Linked DNA regions of Drosophila melanogaster: region 2 is linked to region 1. The links are chromatin contacts, called in public HiChIP or PLAC-seq maps. All regions are on one chromosome and are shown on one strand. The core of a region is the stretch at or near the end of the contact, and the rest is flanking DNA. Distances in the headings are between cores, read along the strand shown. Region 1 holds the start of scramb1 (scramblase 1). Region 2 holds the start of Gem3 (Gemin 3).

Region 1 (4,790 bases), core at 841-3,340:
AAAAGAAAGTAAGTCGATTTAAGTGATCATTACTATTTGATATTTAATATGTACACAGTTAACTTTTTTGCATAACCTTTGGTATTGATGTTGGATTTTGTAGCAGTGTAGGGACCCGCATGGCTGTTTACCATTGCATTATGTTGGCTGCTTGCCGCCTGCCTGATTTTTTGAGAGCCTCTCCTGCACTGAACCGTTCAGCGACGGCCCTGGCCCAAAGGTCATGGGTGGGGCCAAAAGGGGCTAAAAGGTGGTGGTGGCACAAAAGGGGGCTGGCCTGGCAACAACTGCTGCACTGCTGAGCCCGGCTTTTGTGCCTTTGGTCGGTTGCCAACCGCAAATATGTTCGCGTTCCCGGTCCCCATTCTGAATGCGAATTCTCAGTCGGTTGTTTTATTTTCGCATTCTGCATTTGCTGCCATTGCAAAGTCAACTAATTGAATGTGCTAAACTCACCCACACAGCAGCAGCACAAATATTGCGTTATATGGCGCATTAAACGCTCAGTTCTGGATTTCTTCCCTGACCCTGATGAGTCCTTCTCCAGGACCCCTCTAGATCCACTAAATCCGCCCTGCACAGAAAGAAACAATAGCTTTTAGGCAAATTATATAAGTCAATTAATAATATATAATATATTCCATTATACATTCGTATAATAGTTCTAAAATTGTCAAGCTGTAAATAAACATCACGCAAACGTAGTGAAAATTTTATTGTGCAGGATTTTGTGTTCCTTTAAGGAATATATTTAGTATATAGAAATATATCAGTGGACATTGGGTTCTAAGTTTATAGCATCGAGGACGAAATGTGTGATTTTGCGCGGTGTGTGGGTGGTCCTCCACCATGACGGTAATGCTGATGACGATTCCTCCATTTCTCGCTGCATTTGTATGGGTAATTACCGTGGTGTGTGTGAGTGAGTGAGGGACGTCTGCTAGATGTCCATGACCATGGGGTGGAATTCTGCTCGCAGTTTTTTTCTATATACACGGTTTTTAGCATTTTTTTCACATTTCAACAGCCCGTCTCTTTCACTCTTACAACAGTCGCTCACCCTGCCCACATTTTTTCCATCATTTTTTTTTTTGCGTTTTACTTGCGTCGGAAACCGCCATTTTTTATGCGCGCCAACTACGCCGCCCTCTCTATTCCTCTCTCTCCCTTTCTACCACGCAGCCCCTCTCTGTCGCACCCTTGAGGTGTAGGGGAGGCACACCCTCTCAATGAAAATTTGCGCATTAGAAAAAATGTGGACTGTTCTCTGAGCCAGTTGTGGCATACAAAATGGATTTATTCAGCATTTTTTTTTTAACTATACGATTTTTGTTTCTATTTAATTTGGACAGTTGTATTTTTGATATAGTTATAGTATAAGTAAAGCAAGAAAAAACGTATATTACAAAATGTAAATTTAAGCAATTTAAAAACATAAATTAATAATCAAAGGAAATGCCTTATTTACTAAATAGCTTCTAAAACATAAATTTTAATTATGCTGAAAACAATAATAATAACTAGTTGAATAAGTAACTTTATGCGAATTCTTATTATTTTAATAAGCATATGTTAAAGTTAGGGAAACGCTTTCTTTAAGCATTTAGTATATAAAACAATATTATTATTTATTTATTTTTTAGGAAATATATAAATACCGTTTAAATAAACTAATAATTTCAGAGCGTAGTAGATTAGTTTTTAAATGTAACTGATTCACATTCAAATTTCAAGAAACCAAGTTACAAGCTCGTAGGTTTGAGTCTTTACTGGGCGTTTCAATTTTGGATGGTGTCTTTGCTTGCTGTATTCTGCTAATAATAGAGCAATGCTGTTATGAAAACATTTCATTTATACATGACTTTTACATTGTCAAGTAAACATTTTGTTAAAAAGATTGATGGCGCCATCTATTCAATTTTAAAATATATTTAATATTTGTTAATTTTAATTCATATAACTGAACTTTGTATTTAAAGTTATGCATTCTAGGAATTATCTAACTTCTTTCAAACCAGAGAAATTGTCCGCTAAAAACTTGGCATATTTAGCGTGTAGCTGGTATTTTTTCGCTCTTCAGTCACGGTTACACTCCGAAACCCACCTGATTTCGCGAACTGCATTACTATCGAAACTACTACTGTACTTAACAGAAAGTGCGTGCAAAACAAATACAACATTGTTGCGATTTCGTTGGGGCCGTGGCCGCAACAATTCCCCTCCAGTGCAACAACAACGCAGCACGCGGAGAGCAGAAGAAGAGCAGGAAAAGAGGAAAAATCCGGGGAAATCCCACGAAATGAAGAGTAACGTCAATCAGGGCGGTTACGCCCCACCCGGTTTCGGATCCGGATTCCAGCCAAATGCTCCGCCCGCCGAAGGATTCGGCTACCCACCGCCCACTGGGGGCCACAACGCCCCCTATCCCCCCGCACCCGGTCATCCACAGCCGCCGCCGCCCACGAATTACGTGAGTTCCAAAAGTGTCCCGCTGTAGCCGATGAAAATGCTAGGGAAAGTGGGTGGTGTAAAGGGTGCTTCTTGTACAAGCACAACACAACCATGACGTCATGCCAGTTGGTATTTGCTTATTTATAAATCAACAGACACACAGTCAGTTTGCTGTGGAATGAAAGAGATTCATTCGATTTGCACGCGAATCCGTGGAATCGGCGGTTTGATAAACACAAACAACTGAGAACTCAATGTACATCCATATGTACATACATACTGTAAAACCAGTAATGCAGACTGGATAAGCAAGTCGAAAGCTTAATTCTCTTGCATTTACTTATTTACATTTACGTATGAATGTTTTTATGGCTTTACTATTTTCACTATGTTTTTCACTCATGCCAAAAGAGCGTTTTATTTCCATTAAGTTTTGGATAAACTTAAAATATTACTCATCATTCATGCACAACCGCGTGAAGTTTTCATTCTTATAGAATATTTATTTACTCCATACATTTGCGTGCCAGAGTGCTGATAAGTACAGCTACAAGAATACAAGCCAGAGCACAAAAAACTAATCGAAACGCCCCTGAAATAAGTATTCAACTCATTCTTTAATCAACTCCCGATCGTTGCAGGGGTTTATGCCAGGTCCTCAGCCAGCCGGATACGCTCCAGTTCCCCAAATGCCGCCATACGGAGAAGCTCCGCCCTACGGAGCCGGACAACCACCTTACATGGGTGGTCCAGGTGGTCAGCCACCTTATGCGGGTGGTCCAGGCGGACAGCCACCTTATGTAGGTGGTCCTGGTGGACAGCCACACTACGGAGGAGGAGCACCACCGCCCCAGGCCTTCGGCGGATATCCTCCCGGACCAGCAGGACCAGGAGGACCACCAAACGCATTCGGCGGTTATCCACCGGGACAACCACAACAGCCCATTGTCACGCAACCGGGAATGGGACCGGGAATGGGTCCAGGGATGGCCCCACAGGGCGGACCAGCAGGCAAGTAATCAAAAACTAGTCTGTAACATAAAACAAATGTTCTACATGTTGGACTCACATATTTCTACACAAATCAGGGTGTTCAAATCATGGCACGAGACTTTTATCGCTTTCTGCTTCCTTGTTAAAATTATTCATTCCATATCTGAGCTTACTTCTTATATAATTTTACTACACAAACCGCTGAATCAAAACAAGATCGCATCTTTGTGATGTGTCGGTGTGTCGTTGCCCTGCGATTGAGATAATGTCCAATCAGTTGTCTTAAGATTTCTTCGGGTGCAGGCACTGAACCCATCGTCCCAGATAGAGGTAGCTCGTCAAGATCGGTGTAGAACAAAGGTTCCCCCAGAAGCAAAGTGGGGTGCAAACATTTACGTAGTCAATTTGGAGAGTGTTAGAGACTTTAAGGTTCTTAGACCGCCTCTTATCAATTGTATTTTTGTTTACACGTGCATCGGATCCGTCCGAAATAAGCTGAATATCTTTGCCAGATCTTTGGCGCTTATCGGAGTGCCTAGCGTCTGCCTTAATTGAACCAATAAAATAATACAAAGCGTCATTTAAAGCGCCCGTCGTCGTGGATGGCGTTGATTTTTCCCAACGAGCAGTTAGTTCATCTCTGTGCTGCAGAGCAGGCAGTCGTGTCAGTCTGAAAAAATGTCCACCGAAAACCCAGCAAGTTGTGTTTCCACGCTGGACCTAAGTGGTGGCGAAAATCGGGGAAATCCGGAGGAATCTCATTCCAGGGGCGTGAGGAGCGGCTCCAAGGTGCTGCGCTTAATCTGGCACTCGCTGTATAGCCAGTATAATCAGATCTGCTCGAGATCCCAGACTCTAAGGCAACTGGTTTGCAGGGAAGCCAACAAACCACTGCCCAAGAAACTCAGGCACACAATGAGACTAAATAAGTCGGCCAAGCGAAAGGGATACGAGTTCTACATGAGCGACGAGGACAGGAGGTAAGGAAGTCATATTGTGGTCTTGACCAGAAACTGTAGGGATGAAGATGACGGGTTGAAATGATGAACCTTTTAAGATTTCGAGTGTATAAAAAATGAAATACTCAGCGAGGTAATAGATAAATTACACTACCTTTTTGATTAAAAAAATTGAGTGAAAACGAACGTGAGTGAAAGGAATGATTAGGAATATATAAAAATACGCTAATACTTAAAATAAGTAGTTTCGTTAAGATATGCCTTTTGTAGTTTGGTGCAAATTATGTAAAATTATCTTTTCAAGGTTTTCTTACATTGTGAAATTAAATATTTATTAGTAGATTTATCTTTAGAGCCCGTTATAAAGACTATCTTTCTACCGCCGAT
Region 2 (4,790 bases), core at 722-3,221, 240 kb before region 1:
GCTATTAAGAGTTTTCTGACTATAATTCCCCATTCAATGAAAAGCTCTTGAAATAATCATATAAGGATACAAACATTTTTTAAAGCAAAAAATAGCACTTGTGTATTTATGTACTCCTTTCACATTTATTCACCGTGAGTTTTCTCCACTGAATAAAAGTGAGCAAGAAAAAGTGATTGCCGCATATTTCCCACGTGGTGGAAAAGTTTTTTCCAACAATAAAATGCCAAGCGGTGCATAAAGTTCATAGAAAAGTTTTCTCTTTTGTTGATTGAAAATGTCGCTTATTGTCGCAGGCAAAACACCAGAAGAAATCAACAATACAAATGTTGTTGAGAAATTAAAACTAACAATAAACCAATAACGAATTCCAATGCTCAATTAATGCTACAATAATTTAAGTTTACTGATCAAATCAAAATCACTTTAAAACTTTAGAGCTAAGTCAACAAAATCGATTTATTTTCCATTATTATAATTTTTGCATCAAACATAAAATAAAAATTTTAAATATAGATTGCCATGTTCAGTCCAAAAGATGTGTTTCAATGGAAATACAATTTCCAGAAAGATGAGATGCCTTCTCCAAGGATACTCCTCCGCCGATAATTTGCGACCAATAGGGTATTAAAGTCACGGATGTAGAACGATGCCAAAAGAGGCCTTGCAGTTCTCCATAAAGCTGAATCGCCCTCCAGTTAGATATGCAAAAATGCTGTATGACCATGTAAAATCGAATATAGTTGATCAATCCGCTGGCCACAAAGGTCAATATCCAGGGCAAAGCAAATAACAGGAATATATTCCGCGGCAGGGTTCCGTTTTTCAATGCGGAATTCTGTTTTTTGATCCAATTGTTTTTCACTTGCTCTGCAGCTGTTGTCGTAGTTTTAAGGATTCCTTTCTTTTCCATCGATACCTCACTTTTGCCACTTTGCAAGTGTCGTGAGTACCAAACTCCGATCATAGATAGTAGTGAATACATTATGGCCTTAACCAGCATCCAGTGATTGTATTTATAGCCCAATTGAAGCGTTAGATTACGATTCACGGAGGGATAGACCGTTTTTAGATTGGCATTCGCCTCGATGACCGGCTGAAGATTTGAGCCCAAGTGCAGGGATGTCAGCAGCGCAAAGTAACCAATGTCTCGTATTTTGGGTATGAACATGGTTCTCGAATTTGGAGTTCAAAATGAAAAAATTTTAAGTCGTTTTTTAAATTTTGTATCTAATTTTGTGTGACCTCAATGTGCTCTGACATTCCCAGTCTGATTGCTTAAAAAACGTTATATTATAAACATTTTTTGATTTTTATTTTAAATTATACGTAATTAAAATTACGTAATTAAACAATTAGGTAAATAATAAAAGATTTTATCGTTGTTTGTTATAAATTAATTTATTAAATTGAAAGGCAGCGTGCTGAAACTACTTAACTGCATCAACTTATTTTAGCGACATAAATTATTTGAAATTCCCGCCAGCTGGTACAGTTTGAGAGCAACTATTAGCTGTGCTAAAACCCCTGCATTTAAGTGCTTGACAATCTTGCCTTATTCCAACCTATTGGAAATATAAATTTCATATTAAAACAATCAACGGTACGATGTACATATTTTTTTATTGTAAAACAATATATTGTTAAGATTTCAAAAGGAATTAATTTTTTATTTTTAGTTCAATTGGTTGGAGTGCTTGGTAAATAGTTAGCACAGATAGCAACCTTGGTGTGAGCCTTCGCTAATATTTCGACATAAGATTTAAATACAGAAAATAATATTTAATTCTAACAATTATACCTTATTTCTGTGTGAAATTATGAAAAATGTAAACATTTCTCTGAATACAAATGACATTTCGTTACTGTAGGTTTTGTTCTGTGTAAATAGGTTTAATATTCACGGATAATTCGTTTGTAGTATATTTTAGTATATAATTATTCGCGTATGATGGATTTTTTGGCCGGCAATAAAAAAGTGTAAATTGTAGCAAGGCAACCGAATCGTTTCAAAATTTTGTCCAAAAAGTGGAAATTTACGCGAAATGGAGCGCGAAATAGCGCACAGTTTAGCTGGCGGCGAGGAACGAAGTAGCGATGTGGCACCTGGACAGGTTAAGACCTTCGAGGAACTGCGTCTATACCGAAATCTGTTGAACGGATTGAAGCGCAACAATTTCGTGACGCCAACGAAGATTCAGGCAGCTGCCATACCCATGGCACTGGCCAAAATGGGTAAATATCTTGCATGCAACAGAAGATTATCAATAATAGTTGCTATATTAATCTGCAGATCTAATAATACAATCGAAGAGTGGAACTGGCAAAACTCTAATCTATGTTATAGCCGTCGTTCAGAGCTTTAATCCCAACATAAACCAACCGCATGCCATGATCGTGGTCCCAACTCGAGAGCTGGCCATTCAGGTGCAGGACACATTTTTCCATCTCTGCAAATCGTTTCGGGACTTTAAATGCTCTGCTTTCATCGGTGGCACCGATGTGGCCAAGGATCGCAAGCGAATGAATGAAAGTCGAGTCATTATCGGTACACCGGGACGTTTGCTGCATCTGTATGAGAATAGAGTATTCGATGTGTCCAAACTGCGACTGCTGGTGCTCGACGAGGCCGATCAACTTTATCAGACAAAGAGCCTGCAGCATACGGTCAGTAAACTCATTGAGGCAATGCCCAAGAATCGGCAAATAATTGCCTGCAGTGCCACATACGATCAGAATTTGGATGAGCGTCTGGCCAAGGTCATGGACAAACCCATGCTTATATCGAATTCCGAAAGGGCTACCGTTCTACTGGGCATTCGGCAGTTTGTCTACGAATTGCCACAGCAGAATAACAGTGTGGAGGAGATGCGTCTTAAACTGCAGATTCTTGGCCAGATCTTTAATCAGCTGCCTTACGAACAGGCCATCATCTTTGCTAGCTCACAAATGCGAGCGGATTCTTACAAGAACTATCTTACAGCCAGTGGTATCGATTGTCATTTAATTTCGGGAGCCATGGAACAATCGGAGCGTTTGCATGTTTTCGAGGGCTATAGAAACTTTACTATGCGCATCCTGGTGGCCACTGATTTGATGGCACGCGGAGTGGACTCCCCGCATGCCAACCTGGTTATCAACATTGATCCACCACAGGATCATGTCACCTATTTGCACCGCATTGGACGAGCTGGTCGGTTTGGCTCCAAAGGCATAGCCATCACGTTTATTGCCTCCAAGAAGGAGAGCCAGAGATTTAGGGAAATGTCAAAAAAAATCGCTACGGCTTGGTCGGTTCTGGAGTTTCCCAAGGAGCCAATGCCCAATGAATTCAATTTTTGGGATTTCGAAAAGTACAACTTTGATTATTACATTAAGGAAGAGAATCCGCTACAGGAAATGCCTATGCCTATTAAAGAAAATAGAAGTAAAGAAAATGTTGATGCTTCTTCAGTTGACTTGGAAAATCTTCAAAAGGATCAGGATGGCAAAAGGAGAGATCCAGACAAACTACCAGTGGCCTTAGAAAATGTTGAAACCCAAAAAGAGTTGGAGCTCGAAAACTTACCAGAAAGTTCACATAATAATAAGAATCTTAGGGTCAAAGAGAAAGAAATTGTAAGGCAAGGAAAGCTTAAAGAAACTAATTCCAAAGCTGGAGGTTCTAAAACGAACAAGACGGAGAGAAGGAAAAAATCTAACACTCCATCAAAGTTACAGAAACAAATAACTGAAGTGCAGCAAACACCAGAGATCACCGTAAATAAATACTATATGCAAGAAGACATACAACGAACAGCAGACGGCAAAGAGTATCATCCTGTTAATGGAGCGGGAAACCACCAGGTTCCGTCAAAATCTAATCAAAAACCGGTGGAGTTTATATCTCCCGAATTGACACCAACCCTAACACCATTGGAACTGACCCAGGAGCCGTCTCCAACCACAGTGACACCACCTGCACCGCCAGCCAACTCGATTAACAACAAAACCTATTGCCTAGCTGCTCCAACGCAAACCAGTTCGATGACCATACAGAACATGGTAATATCGAACACGGTGGACGATGCCAGTAGCATCAGTTCGGATAGCATGGTGGTATGTGGCTATCATAGCGATAGGTCCTACGACACATACTATGCAACCAGTGATGAGGAGGAGATCTGGAATAGATTAATGTCGAAACAAAGGCGTCAGCTGAAGAGCAAGAGAGGCCATGGAAAACGGCGTGTGATACTATACAAGAAAGTATTTCCTAAACTAAAGGCGAATGTTAAACGCAAGCTTAAAAAACGGATGAGCTCGTCATGCAGATCCAAAAAAGCACACCATTTGCGAAAACGTCATGTATACAAAAATATATCACTTTTGCCACACATGAATTTGTGTCATCTGCTTCAAAAATTTACAAATCAAGAGAGATTTTTGAAACGGCTCCACAAATATGCAAAGAATCAATTCATTGACAATGCGAGGGTTGGCTTTTTGCTGGATAAGCTCTATAAATCCATCCTGGAAATGTACTATAACAGTGCTAAGGAGAGGAAGAAGCATTTTAAGGAAGCTATGAAGGAGTCCCTAAAATCCATTGATAACTACGAGAGCCAAGAGTCTTCGGAATCAGAGGAGGAGGAGGAGGAGGAGAAGGATCTAAAGAACAAGTTAAGTGTTCATGTGACGAATCAGATGGACATACCACCAATGCCACAGGCCGCTGTTGAAATTGGTTCAGGAAGTGAATCGGATACGGAGGACTCGCAGGAATACGGCGAAGGCGAAGAGATCATTGT

The links. HiChIP or PLAC-seq counts read pairs in DNA pulled down with a chosen protein or histone mark.
Region 2: a POLR2A S2P HiChIP or PLAC-seq map of the Kc167 cell line shows a contact between it and region 1, with 6 times the contacts expected there. The contact joins the promoter of Gem3 here to the promoter of scramb1 in region 1. A contact is called at or near these places in 9 of 107 Hi-C or Micro-C datasets (the Clone 8 cell line, the D17-c3 cell line, the Kc167 cell line and 5 more) and 1 of 6 datasets of contacts at active chromatin or transcription factors (the Kc167 cell line).

Annotation. Positions count from the first base shown.
Region 1 is chr3L:10,222,540-10,227,329 of dm6, reverse strand. It overlaps scramb1 (scramblase 1), which reads left to right and starts at 2,090. Exons shown (of 5, transcript NM_140132.3): 1 at 2,090-2,470; 2 at 3,093-3,462. The coding sequence starts at 2,300.
Region 2 is chr3L:10,460,282-10,465,071 of dm6, reverse strand. Gem3 (Gemin 3) reads left to right here and starts at 1,971. Exons shown (of 2, transcript NM_001274749.1): 1 at 1,971-2,235; 2 at 2,294-4,790. The coding sequence starts at 2,046. It overlaps CG32061, which reads right to left and starts at 1,256. Exons shown (of 1, transcript NM_168409.2): 1 at 437-1,256. The coding sequence starts at 1,171. The coding sequence ends at 527.